Linked DNA regions of Mus musculus: regions 2 and 3 are each linked to region 1. The links are chromatin contacts, called in public HiChIP or PLAC-seq and promoter capture Hi-C maps. All regions are on one chromosome and are shown on one strand. The core of a region is the stretch at or near the end of the contact, and the rest is flanking DNA. Distances in the headings are between cores, read along the strand shown.

Evidence for each region. Promoter capture Hi-C pulls out the DNA fragments that hold promoters and counts their contacts. HiChIP or PLAC-seq counts read pairs in DNA pulled down with a chosen protein or histone mark.
Region 2: an H3K4me3 HiChIP or PLAC-seq map of bone marrow-derived macrophages shows a contact between it and region 1, with 3 times the contacts expected there. The contact joins the enhancer-like site here to the promoter of Tmem87a in region 1. A contact is called at or near these places in 15 of 39 promoter capture datasets (the 3T3-L1 cell line, the C10 cell line, HPC-7-derived erythroid cells and 7 more), 2 of 484 Hi-C or Micro-C datasets (both in nephron progenitors), 11 of 115 datasets of contacts at active chromatin or transcription factors (the 230-238 cell line, astrocytes, bone marrow-derived macrophages and 6 more) and 3 of 9 other capture datasets (adipose tissue, liver and pancreatic islet).
Region 3: a promoter capture Hi-C map of hematopoietic stem and progenitor cells shows a contact between it and region 1, with 2.5 times the contacts expected there. The contact joins the enhancer-like site here to the promoter of Tmem87a in region 1. A contact is called at or near these places in 5 of 39 promoter capture datasets (the 3T3-L1 cell line, the C10 cell line, hematopoietic stem and progenitor cells and 1 more) and 2 of 9 other capture datasets (adipose tissue and liver).

Annotation. Positions count from the first base shown.
Region 1 is chr2:120,400,942-120,405,494 of GRCm38.p6, forward strand. It overlaps Tmem87a (transmembrane protein 87A), which reads right to left and starts at 3,175. Exons shown (of 20, transcript NM_001110496.1): 1 at 2,964-3,175; 2 at 1,769-1,829. The coding sequence starts at 3,119. It overlaps Ganc (glucosidase, alpha; neutral C), which reads left to right and starts at 2,955. Exons shown (of 24, transcript NM_172672.2): 1 at 2,955-4,118. The coding sequence starts at 4,090.
Region 2 is chr2:120,956,467-120,960,968 of GRCm38.p6, forward strand. All of the region lies in intron 3 of Ubr1 (ubiquitin protein ligase E3 component n-recognin 1), which reads right to left. Among named protein-coding and RNA genes, the nearest start is that of Ubr1, 12 kb to the right of the region's middle. Within about 2 kb of position 3,070, at least 22 of the 459 cell types and tissues checked have an H3K27ac peak or open chromatin away from gene starts, as enhancers often do. A contact at or near this core is called in bone marrow-derived macrophages, where this site is marked.
Region 3 is chr2:119,696,068-119,700,600 of GRCm38.p6, forward strand. The region is part of intron 2 of Rtf1 (RTF1, Paf1/RNA polymerase II complex component); the gene reads left to right. Among named protein-coding and RNA genes, the nearest start is that of Rtf1, 23 kb to the left of the region's middle. Within about 2 kb of position 2,569, at least 35 of the 459 cell types and tissues checked have an H3K27ac peak or open chromatin away from gene starts, as enhancers often do. A contact at or near this core is called in hematopoietic stem and progenitor cells, where this site is marked.

The sequences.
Region 1 (4,553 bases), core at 1,925-4,424:
CAAGGCAGCAGGAACTCGAGGCAGCTAATCACATCACATCCACACCCAAATCACGGAGGGAGAATTAATGCATGCATTCATGCTGTTCAACTCAGATTTCTCCTACACAATTCAGGACCCAAACCCTGCTTACATTTCGATTGGAACTTCCCCCACTGATTAACATAATCAACACAATCCCACACACACACCCACTGACCAACCAGATCTAGACAACCCCTCATTGAGATTCTTTTCCCAAGTTACTCTGAGTTGTGCTGTTGACAATTAAAACTAAGGATCACGAGTATATTCTTCACAGGAATTTTACCTGCTCCTTTCACTCCCACTGGAGTGGAAGCCCAGTGACAGAAGAGAGTTTTTCTACCACTTCTCTGGTACCTATAAGTACTCAGCACACAAAAGTTATTTTACAACCACTTATTAAACTAAAGAATACAATCACCCAATTTAATTGCATTTTCAAGGTAAAGGCATGCTCAAAACAAAACAAAACACATGAACCAAGATTTAGTAGTTCATGTCTAATAATCCTAGCACTTGAGAAACTGAACCTAAGGCTGGCCTTGGGCTACATAGTAAGAACCTATTTCAAAAACCAGAGAAGCCTGGTAGACCGTGGTGGTGCACCACCTTTAATCCCAGCACTTGCAGGGGCAAAGATAGATGGATCTCGGTGAGTTCCAGGCTAGCCTGGTGTACAGAGTGAATTCCAAGACAGTCACAAAGCTACAGAGAAAAACTCTGTCTCCAAACAAACAAACAAAGTCACATGACAGTGATGATCTAGAATACTATCCCCATCTCAAAAACAGAGCACAGTTTGGCTTCAGATCTTTTGTTTCTCTCACTAGAAAAACTGGCTTTCTTCTATACAGTCCCTATTTCCTGGTAATATCCTTGAACTCAATGTTCCTTGAAGTGTTAAACACTCCCTTGGTAAACATACTGAGTATCTTAGTCAATGGTCTCACAATCTTGGGCCATGTTTTCAGTAAATAGCTAACAAGCACACAAGCACAAAATCTTGTCCTGACTCAGAACAGATCTAAAAATGATGTAAGCACTCTACAAACAAAATTAAATATAATTCAACTTAACTATGATTAAAAATATAATTTATGTACATAAATATACATACACACTGTATAACATACAGCCAATATGAATTCAATAAAGTATACATTAAGTATGTAATACAAATATATAATATAAGCTACATATAATAGTGTATCTATACATAACAGCAAACTGAAAAACAATAAGACAATAAAAATTCATATAAGTACTCAGAATATTGCTCACAGATAGGACTTATAAATTAAATATTTTTATCTAAACAGTGCCAGGTTATTAAAGTTCTGGACTTAAAAATACATTAAGGGGCTAGGGAGATGGCTTTGTTGGTAAGATGCCTGCCTGTCACAGCAAGCATCAGCACCTGAGTTCAGATTCCTAGCATCCATGTAAAAATCCATGCCTGTAATTCCAGTGCCAAAGAAGCGGGCAAGAAGATCCCTGAGGCTGGCTGGTCAGCCAGTCTAGCCAAACCTCAAGCTCCAAGTTCAAGGAGAGAGTCCTTGTCTCAAAAAACAGGGCTGACAGCAACTGAGGAAGACACAAGTAACTGACCTCTGACCTTCACACACATGCATACATGTTCCTACATGCACACAAATGCGCGCGCGCACACAGAAGCAAACTAGGGTAGAGAATAATTTTCTAAGTTTAAAAGATCCGAATAACTCAATGAAGTTTAGAAACTCACATTTCAGTAAGATGGTAGTATTTCTGAAAAGAATCTTTCCAAAATTAAAATAACCTTTCCCCTGAAAAGATAAAGGGAAGATAATTAACATCAGGGCATTTCGATTTTCAAGGCAGAATATGAATACCTACATTTATAAAATATTCAAAATTTTCTTAATCAAAAAGACAGTAACAACATTTTCTTTAGTGAAAGTCAGTCATATCCTAACTATTGGCTCTTGCCGCTCCCTACAGGCCACAGAGCAGGGACTCTTGAGTGGGAGGCTGCTACAAATTTCAACCTAACTTCAAAGTGGCTTGAGCTGGACAGTTCCTTTTTTACTCACGAATCATCCCTCAGAACAACCGACTTTTGAATAAACTTTCAGCAGTTTTACTTTTACATGTAAAAGGACTTAACTATTAATCATTTCAGTAACAAACAGAAAACTACAACTCAAAGCCCAAAACCCTTTACCAACATGAATACAACCTGTAATATTTGCCATATAAATGTACAGTGAACAGGACAAAAAAAAAAAAAAGGCAAAAAGGTCAACGAAATGGCTAATGGTTTTTAAAGCAGTTCTCACCAAAATCTGGTTTTTCTGGTTCAAAGTACTGTACTAAGTCAAACGAGATTCTAAAATGGGTCGACTTATCAGTTAACTATCCAAACAAAAGACTATCCTTACTACACAACATTTTAGAATTGTTTCGTTTTGGCTATTCCCATGTTAAAATGCATTTTTGAATCTCCAAGTCCCCTAATCACAAAAGACGTTTCCAAGTTTAAACCAAATCAAAACCCTTCATCCGTAGGACTATTTTTACAAACACACACACACGAGTTAAAAATAAAGACTTCTATTCACATCTCCCTTTCATCCAGCCCTAGTACTGGATTTTGTAACATTCTAGCTGAAAGAGAAACTACTATCTCTCCCTGTGTATTAAGTTTCTCTCCTGTTCCATGCTTAAAGTTCTGTTACTTTCCCGGTAAGAACACGCTTGGCCCCTGACACTCCTCGCCTACAGCAAATAGCTCAGCTCTCAGCTCAGGGCAGGTGGGATCCCGTCGGCAGCTACACGGACGCTCTGGGTATTCCACTCACTTTGGGAACCCGACTTTCCAGAAATCTTCCTGGACCCCTTGGGCCACCGTAGCCCCACCTCTTACCCCCTTCAGGCTCAGTAGCGACCCCAACACTCACCGACGGCATCGGAATGTGCCACTTCGATCTATCTGCAGCAAACACGGGTGCCGGACCTGCACCAAGAAACGATAATGGGAACGGCTGCGCCCCTAAAAGAAGAAAAATAACAGGAGACACCTGAAGCCACGCAGCCACCGCCATCTTCACAGCCATGAAGCGCCTACCCAAAGTATTGAGCCTTCTTCCGGCTAGGTAGTTCCGCCTTCTTCCGGCTCGTCCCACCCTCTTCCGGCGCTACTTTGTGGGCGGGATTATCCGGGTCCTTGAAACTGTGCTTCTTCCCACAGACGCTCAGAGCGCCCCAGAAACTTTGAGTCTACTGCGCAGGCGTCCTCCTGTTTCCCTGCGATCGTGGCCTGGAGGTGAACTAGCAGAGTTTTGAGGTCTAGTGCTTCCCTCTGTTCTTCCAGCCCTTAAAGGAACTCAGTGCAGCGGCCAAGGCTTTGCTTTTCCTGCTTCTTCCCGCCCCTCATCCTTTCCAAGTCAAGGTCAGGCGCAGGCCAGACGTCTGTAGAAGCGCGCACACTGGATGCATGATTGACATCAAGTACTGAGTTCTCTGGCTGTCGAGCTGTGGCAACAGAGCCTGGAATGTGACGGGGCTGAAGTAGAAACGATTCATTAGCTCCAAAGTCCCTTTTGACCCTGAAAGACTGTGGGGCAGCTGCAGCATAGTTTGACAGGCGACATCAGCGTCCAGCAGTGATCCAGACTGTACTCCCCATTCGAAACTAAAAGTGAGGAGAGATCAGGTCAGCTTTCGGTATTGTAGAGTGACAGCCACTAAGACTGACCCTTATTGGTGGTGCTTCCTGTTTCTCACACTCTTAGATTTTAACCTCTAGGGCAGCGAGCACATCTCCGCCAATAAAAGCAAAGTTCATCAGCCACTCTCAACCTAGAAATATTTACCAAGTACTTTATCCCTGTAAAGACGCTGGTTTACGCTTGAGATAATACCAGATGAAAAAAAATTAAGATTGGCTTCTGCCCGAAGGGGACTCTTGACTGTGATGAAGTACGGGTTATAATTTAGCAAGCCTGCTTGTCACCGTTTTTTTAAAGATCGCCTGAGACTGTGGCCTGAGAGTTAGGAGTCAGGCAGAGTTAACATCCTTGTGCCATGGAAGCAGCTGAGAAAGAGGAAATCAGGTAAAGGGCAATTGCTCCCCCCAAGAACGGACTCCAAAAACAACCTTCTAGCTTTGATGGCTTCACTTAGGTTTTAAAGCACTTCCTTGAATGCTTGCTATTTGCTTCATCGTTCTTTATTGGTTCTGCGGGGATTTGGGTAATGTTAATAGCTAACCTCTCATAAAGTACTTTCAGGAGGATTAGATAAGTTTAACAGTGGAAAGGTTGCCTTCCAAACTCTTAAATGGATTTTTGAGCGGGCTGCCCCTCCCCAAGGCTCATTCAACTGGAAACGGAAGACAGCAAGGTCTCCTCATGTTTGCACACTGGATTAAAATAAACGGTGCCAAACCAGAGTTTAATGAGGGTATTTCTTTCTTTTTTTTCTTATTCTTTTTTTTTCTTTTTTCACTATAAAAGTTTCTTGGCATGACTAGGTGTGTTTTATCTCTC
Region 2 (4,502 bases), core at 1,820-4,319, 560 kb after region 1:
GGATGGAACTCAGGGCCACCAATGGAGGAGCTAGAGAAAGTACCCAAGGAGCTAAAGGGGTCTGCAACCCTATTGGTGGAACAACAATATGAACTAACCAGTACCCCCAGAGCTAGTATCTCTAGCTGCATATGTAGCAGAAGATGGCCTAGTCGGTCATCATTGGGAAGAGAGGCCCCTTGGTCTTGCAAACTTTATATGCCCCAGTACAGGGGAATGCCAGGGCCAAGAAGTGGGAGTGGGTGGGTAGGGGAGTGGGGGGCAGGGAGGGTATGAGGGACTTTTGGGATAGCATTTGAAATGTAAAACAAGAAAATACCTAATTAAAAATGTCAAAAATTAAATTAAATTAAATTAAATTAAGAAGGCAAATACCAACCACTTGAATATTTCACTGTAACAAAAATGGGCGTTGTAGCCCTGAGGGCCGAAAGAACAGAAACAGGCAATCTCCAGAGGTAGGAGGTGGGGGGCGGGGTTAGAATGTACCAGAGACCTGGGAGGTAAGAAACGCTCAGGACTCAAAGGGAGGGACCTTAGACGAAATGCCCAACCAGAGGGGAGAGGGAACTTATAGAATCCACCTCCAGTAGAAAGACAGGGAGAGCATCAAGTGGAGGGATGGGCTGTCATCTCACATTCAGAAACTCTGACCCAGAATTGTTCCTGTCTAAAAGAACTGAAGGGACAAAAATGGAGAAGAGACTGAGGGAAAGGAGGTCCAGTGGCCGGACCAAATTGAGATCCATCTCAAGGGGAAGGTCCAAGGCCTGACACTATTACTGATGCTATGATGTGCTTACAGACAGGAGCCTAGCATGACTGCCCTGAAAAAGGCCCAACAAGCAGCTGAACGAGTCAGATGCAGATACTTAAACCTAAACAAAGGACAAAAGCTGTGGTTGAATTAGGGAGAGGCTGGAAGAAGCTGAGGAGGGTGACCCCATAGGAAGACCAGCAGTCTCAATTAACATGGACCCCTGAGACCTCTCAGACACTGAGCTACCAACCACGCAGTATTCACTGCCCCTGACACATCTACAGCAGAGGACTGCCTGGTCTGGCCTCAGTGAAAGAAGACACACCTAACCCAGAAGGACTTGAGGCTCCAAGGAGTGGGGAGACTTGGGGGTGGGAGACATCCTCTTGGAGACAGGGAGGAGAAATGGGATAAGGACTTGTTGGGGAGTAGACTGGGAGGGGTAACAACTGGACTGTAAAAAAGATTAAAGATAATTTTTTTAAAATGGGTCTTCTAATGTACAAGTTTTTAAAATGTAACCCCACATTTTAAAAATAATAGTTTTTTATTAAATGTGAACTAATAGAGAACAGATTGGAAAGTAAAAATATCCCTTATAACCTAAAATGCTTGAGTATACATTTTCATTTTTTACTATATAAACCTTTAAAAATTCAATATAATGATACATAGTAAGAACTACTTAATACAGTATCTTCATTCACATTAATGTTCTACTACAATGACCATCTTCTTCCTTTCAGTGTTCCTAGGGGAAAAACCAAAAATATACTAACTCAGGGAGAAGATGATGAGAATGATGTAATTTGGACTTTTTCTCAGAACGTCCTCTGCACACATACAGTAAGGAAGCACGAGACCACCTGTGAGCCATACTTTCAGCCCCTAAAAGTTACAGAAACCTTTCTTAGCTTGCAGTTCACACAAAAGCCACAAGTTAGACTTTATTCAGGCTCCAATGTATTGATTGTCAATCCCAACAACAACAAAAAACAAACAAAGCAACGACAACAACAACAAGCCCTGTGCAACTAAACTTCAAAAAGATGCTAATGGAAAGGCAATATCCCCACATCTTTGTCTTTTTGAGACAGGATTTCCTACATAGCCCAGTGAGGCCTTGAGTTCTGATCCTGCCTCAGCCTCCCTGGTGCTAGAATTAAGAATTACAGGAGTCTACCACCATGCCCAGCTCTCATACCTTTTTGTTTTAATTTCTTTTTAGATTTATTATTTCACACATGGAGGTATTATACCTGCATGTGTCTTTGCATACCCATAAAGATCAGAAGAGAGCATCAGATCTCCTAGGACTGGGTTACCGATGGCTATGAGCTGTCATGTGGGTGCTGGGAATCAAACCTGCGTCTTCTTAAAGAGCAACCTGTGCTCTTAACCATTGAGCCATCTCTCCAGCCTTAACCCACAAATAAATTGGCCCAGTAACACAAGAAAAATGACCTGACCTAAATCTATCAAAGTTTTGTGGAACAACCTGAGTCCATCAATAGAAACACAGATAGTCAAAATGTGATGTTTTATAGCAGAATGTTATTCAAACTTAAAAAGGAAGGAACCTATGATATATGCTGCATTTGAACTTGAGAGTTTTATACAAGTCAAGCCAGTCACAAAAGACACTGCCTGATTTCCACACCAGGAGAGGCACTTACAGAAGTCACATTCACAGAGACAGGAAGCTTCTGATGGCTCCCAGGAGAAAAGCAAGGACAGGAGAGCCACCATTGACTACTTTGTCTTCACAAAGTGAAATGAAGTATGGAGCTGGACCGTGGACATGGGTTCACAGAATGAGCTTTGAAAACTTACCACCCAGCTGCACACACACACTTAAAAATGGTTCAGATAATACATTTTATATGCCTTTTACAAAAACAGAAATTGGACAGGAGGATGTCTTTCAAATTAAAAGCACAAATTCTTCAACCTCAAACAATCTTTCTCTACAGATAAAGTCTCAGACATGCCTTTTTTTTATATGCACATGAATAAAACACACATGTAAATAAGTAAAATAAATGTAAAAATTTTTAAGAAAATAAAAAAAGTATGAAACTGAACGAGGTGTTTGACGCCTGTAATTCTAGCACCTGAGAAGCTGAGCAGGAGGACTGCCATGAGTTCAAGATCAGCCTGAGTATACAGTACAGACGCTGAGTTCTGTTCTCAGCATCACATATTACGTTTGTCTAAACCAATGCTACTCAGCCTCCTAGCACTGTGACCCTTTAGTACAGTTCCTCACATTGTGGTGACTCACAACAATATAATTATTTTCCTTGCTACTTCATAACTGTATTTGCTACTGTTATGAATCATAATGTAAACATCTGTGTTTTCTACAGTCTTGGGTAACCTCACAAAGGGGTGGAGACCCACAGATTGAGAAACACTGGTCTAAAGCAACATTGTATTGAACATGAAAAATACACAAACAGAGGACCAAGGAAAACCTTCAGTGGCAGAAGAGTCCAAGACAGTATTTGGGAACAATAAAGAAACAAAGCTTCAGCTCGTTTTACAGAATGACAACCTGACTCAGAAACACACAAAACATACACACAAATATTATAGCATTTAAAAAGTATTAGCGCTGGGAATATAGCTCAGTGGTACAGCACTTGCCTAGCATGTATGAAGTCTAAGTTCAGTTCTCATTACTTTAAAACTGTATTTATTGGACTAGGTTATAGCATGATGATAGAGTTCTTGCCTGACAAGTGTGTACAAAGCACACTAGCTTCAAACTCCAGCACTGCGAGATAACACACAAGGACTGAGAATGTAGCTCCATTAGAGTGTTTGCCAACCTCTCGTACGGCTCCAAGTCCAACCCCAGCACAGATAAAATCAGGTATTCACCTACACAATATACCAAAAAGTATCTAGGAAAACTGGATAATATAAAATATAAATAAAATTTTCGGTTGGCTTTTGCCCCACCTAGAGATGGAGTCTGCCCTTGCCCCTTTCTCCTCTACCCCTTTCTCTGGCACATTACATATTCCTCCTACCTATGGTTAACAGAATAGCTGTGCTTCTTTCTCTTATAAAGTATTCCTTGTCTGAGAATCTACACAAGGTAGAAGTCATTTACAAAGTTTAACAAGGAAATGAATAATTCTAACCTGGAATCCAGACAGAGGGAATTTCAATACTATTAAGGCTCCCTATGTGACCAACTATAAAAATGTTCCATTTTCTGTGTACTTTCCTTTGAGGAGAGTACTTTAGGCTTATAGACATTCTTTTCTTTGTTATTCAAAAGCCTCTTTGTCTATATATGTAGTCTGTGTTAGCCTAGAACTTTCAAGTTTACAAAAGATATGGACTATGTAACTTCGAAATGTTATTTACATTTTACACAGTACTTGAGGCATATTAAATATACAAAGAGAAACATGAATCTTCATATCTATCTGAGCCCAGAATACAGAACCAGCACTATTATGTGAGAAATACATTTTAGCTCTAATAACAAAACTATCTAATAATTCAACAGAAAAGGAAAAGTCTCAACCCCATTATTAATTAAGAGAGCACAAGAAGAACTAAGTCTGTAGACTGATGCATTGTCTACCATGCTCAGGAGTTTCCTGAGAACTGATAATTTTATAACAACTTACAGAGGGTCAAATCTTCCAAGAATGTAGGAAAATGGAACTCACATATACAGTTTAAGAATCTCAATTGGTATAATCACATCATACATTATCTA
Region 3 (4,533 bases), core at 1,319-3,818, 710 kb before region 1:
CAGGCTGGCTTGAAATTCACTATGTTGCCAAAAGGAACTCGAACTATTTTATAATAATTTTTATTTGTATTTATGTGTATGTGTGATGTATTCATCTGAGTACAGTACTGGTAGAATGTAGAGACGTCAGATCTGGAACTGGACTTACTACTCATGTGGGTGCTGGAATCAGGTCCTCTGCCAGAACAGTGTGTTATTCAATGGGCCTCTCTCCAGCATGAGTTGAACTTCTGATCTTCATGTCTCCAGTTCTGATCTGCTGGAGATGAAAACCTGGGCTTCCTGCATGCTAAGTAAGCACTCTGCCCACTGAGCTCCTCCCACAGCTAGGACATGATTTATAATGAGATTGAAACTTTGTTATGCTCTCTCTTTTTAGTCTCATGTTACCCAGAGTAAGCAGTCAAGTCACTGTGTCACTGGTATTTTACACATAAAAAGCAGGCACAGGTTAAACGCTTGACTCTTTTCCAGTTCTTTTGACCCAGTTCCAGCACTGTTTGTTACTAGCCTAGCTGTTATTCTTGAAATGTTTTTCCTTTCATATATAAATTTAATTTAGAACCAGCATGGAGACCCACAGTCCCTATGCTGAGAGTTAAGGCAGGAGCTCGTTCCTGGCTGTGCAGTGAATCTGAGGCCAGGCTGGGCTGTATGAGACCCTGGCTCAAGGGGGTTGAGGGGTTAGCTCAAATACTTTTTTCTCTGTATCCCAAGACCTAGGTGTGTAGGTGTTTTTGCCTCTTAGAGATGCTGTCTGAAATCTTGAAGTTTCTTTGCTCTCTTGCCTCTAGAATATTCATAGTACTCAGTATGTCAAGGCTACCCATGTCTGAACCAACCACTTCTATCTTACGTTTCATCCCATCTCTTTTCTGAGTGTTTGGAAGGAAACTGGCCCCAGGCTGTTTGTAACATCCACATACCCTCTGATTTGTTATTTAACTGCTGCTGCCCATTAAGCTGTTACCTCGATCAAGAGTCAGGCTGTAGTCTGTTTTATTGAATAAGAAACATCTTTCCTCTAGCCTTTATCTTTTGCTTTCTTTGCTGCATATTTATATAATCACTTGCCTGGTGTTGTGTGTGGCTTACATACCAGCAGGATGCCAGCATGTATAGCACCTGACTGACAACCCAATCCTCCTTTTCCTTTGGTGGTTTGTGGGTAGCCGTTACTAGGTGGACTCAGAGTTGAGATGTGGACCAGGCCTTTGCACTGACATAAGCTTGCATTTACTCTTCAGTTTCTCTGATCCTTGCAACCTTCAGGATAAAAAGTAAACAAAACACCAAAGTTCAGAAACCATGGCTTCTTAGATACCTCTCATGTGGCTGTTAGTATCTAGAATAAGAAATACAGAGCCCTCCTGTCAAACACCCAGTTCATATAAAAATCCCATAATGCTAAGGATCTTAGAGATCACCTGGACTCCTGTATTCCTCAGATAAGAAAATAGAGGCTTGCACCTTTCACAGGTAGCAACAGAGCTACCCCTTCACTACTGCCTCAGTCCCCGAACAAATCATGAAATTTAGCTCATTCCTTTACTTCGTCCTTCCTGGAGGAAAAATCAGAACATCAATTCTGACCTGTTTTTCCTCACTCCCCTTACTGTTTCACTCTGACAATGAAAGACTTCATTTGTCCTGTGTTGAGAGTCACAGGACAAGGGAATAAAGGTTTTGAAGGAACAGGTGAGCAGTCTCTAGCTTAAAGATGAATAAGATAATTCTGTATTGTTTCTCTTGCCTGTCTTCCCTTATACTTTAATAGAATCTGTATTGTGGGAGAGTAGGTATTGCACAATATTTGATATATGTGCTTAGACCAAAAACATAGGAATATCTGACTTATAGATTTTATTGTAAAATACTACAAATATGATCTACTCTCCAGAGGCCAAAAAAAAAAAATCTTGGGATGATTATTGGAACTCTTTGAGTCTCCCTGAAATTCTCAGATTTTAAGTATTTACCCATGGGTAGTAGGAATACAAACAGTTCCCTGTACTTAGGTGCTCAGAACTAAACAGAAGTCTTTGGACTCCACCGAGTGTTTGGTCATCAGGTGGACACCTTCAGCCGGAAATTTGTTTTTTAAAAAGTGTTTTCATTAATTTTTTTGTGGGCAGGCATAAGTCACAGCACACATGTTGGAGGCCAGCACAACTGTCAGAAGTTGGGTCTCTGCTCCCACTATGTAGTCATTAAGCTTGGCAGCAAGTTCCCTTACCCACTGAACATTTCACTGGCTTTAGGTACAGCATTCTAATTCCCCATAGGGTCACTGGTTGCATTAATTGGCTATTTTCCTTTGGAGGCCTGAGTCAGGCTCATGGGGGCTGGTGGGTGTGTGGTGCAGCTTTGTATCTTCTTTTGGAAATTGTTGGAAGAAAATCAACCAATACCCTTTTCACATTTAGGTTTAGCAAAAAGCTCTCTTTTAAATTGGCATTTAAGTTTTTTCTGTTTTTCTTCCATTTTAACCCTTGTCTTTTGTCCCTCCCCATAAAGCAGTGTCTTATGCAACAGTTGCTGGGCTCACACTTAGGCAGAGAAAAAGGAAGTGGAAGGACAAGAAGCCAGTGGCTTCACTAGTGTGACTCTAGGTAGTTTTTGCTCTGGTCCGTGCCCACCTCCCCAGGGAATCCAGAGTTTGGCTCTGTTGCACATTAGAAACCCACACCTGTCGGCAAAACCAGCCCTAGCCACTCTGGCTCACATGGGACCCTGATAGTGCAACCTTTTACTCTAAACCACCTCACATTTCTGTTGAGGAGTCCACAGTATTCAAACACTGTTTGGGAAAAGTGGATTGAGGCCATTTTCCTAACACAATAGATACAGAGTACTATGTGCATTTTTGTGCTATTTCTTGTAACAAGAATCAATGGAACAATATACATTACTGGTTCTAATATTGTCTGCATAAAAAATTGATGTAGTTTTAGCTCATTTAGCAAAAACTGAACATTGTGGACTGTTTTGAATTATTTTACACTGACTTGAAAATCATATTCCTTAAGGATTTAAAATTAGAAATGCCTAAAACTTCAGGTTTAAGAGAAAATTACAACTTCGTTCTAGATGATGATCTAGGTGTTGGAATGCAAATTTATGTATAACAGGCACTATTCACTCTCATAGTATTTCATAACATGCAGGTGTTTTCTTTTCATTCCTCATTAAATGGAAAAGTAAGTGGCAGTTAAAGGGACTGTGTCCCAGGTGTAAGTCAGCACTCGGGAGCAGTGACAGATTGAGTTCTACCTGGGCTCTGTAGGAAGACTTGGTCTTCAAAAACAGAGCAAGTCATCTTCAACAGTGTCTTTATCAAGATGAAGTAAGAGTGTGGGTCTTAGGGATAGCCTCTGTGGGAAACTAATAGGATGGCTACTTCTCCAGAATTACCAAAACAACAGAAACTACCCATCATAAATGTACTGCACTGGGTTTACCGTCATCCTATTAGAGTAGGAGCAAAGATGCTGTATTTTTGCTAAATAGTAGATATAGACATTTTAGGGTTTTTTGTTTGTTTGGTTGGGTGGCTTTTGGTTTTTCGAGACAGGGTTTCTCTGTATAGCCCTGGCTGTCCTGGAACTCACTTTGTAGACTAGGCTGGCCTTAAACTCAGAAATCCACCTGCCTCTGCCTCCCAAGTGCTGGCAGCCACCACTGCCCGGCTGAAATTTTAGTTTACAGATTTGAATCTTCTGTGCTGATGAAAGGGTCATCATAATTTAGTAGACATTCCTTGTAGAATGGAAATTAAAAAGTAGACTACAATTCATCATTTTGTTTTTCAGCTAAAGTCATTCTAAAACAGCAGGTTAAAATATCAGAAGACTTTTTGGATAGAATTGCAAGCATGTGCTACCTATTGTTTTAATGACCAGATTTCAGGTTCCTTAAGTTTAGAACTCCAGGACCTCATGTTTATGATTTAATGAAACACTGTTACAGCATAATCCAGTTTACTTTTAAAAAGTATGTATGGGTATTTTGCTTGCAACACTTGGACTGCAGTGGATTTCCTAAAATTAGACTCAACACATGGCTACCATGTAGATGCTGGAAGCTAAACCTCAATTCTCTGAAAGAGCAGCCAGAACTCTTAACTTTTGAGTCATCTCCAGTCTCCAGTCTTTATGATATTGCAGTCAGTAAAGCTCCTGCCGTGCTGGCATAAAAACAGGAGTCCAGGTCCCTAGCACCCACATAAAAGCCGGAGGTGCATGTCTATAACTCTACCGCTGGGGCCAATGAAGACAGACATCCCAGAGCTCCTTTCCACCAATCTCAGTGAGAGACCCTGTCTCAAACACTGAAGTGGAGATCAGTTGAGAAATAGACATTTGACATTGACCTCTGGCTTGTACATGCACAAGCTTACAAATGCTCTCACATCCACATGTACTGTGCACTACCCACAGCAAAGTAAGGAAAACAGCAGAAAGCAGGAGACACTGGAGCACAGTGTATTTGTGAGTTAGTTCTGTACTAACTAGCAGTGGGACTTGGTGCTTG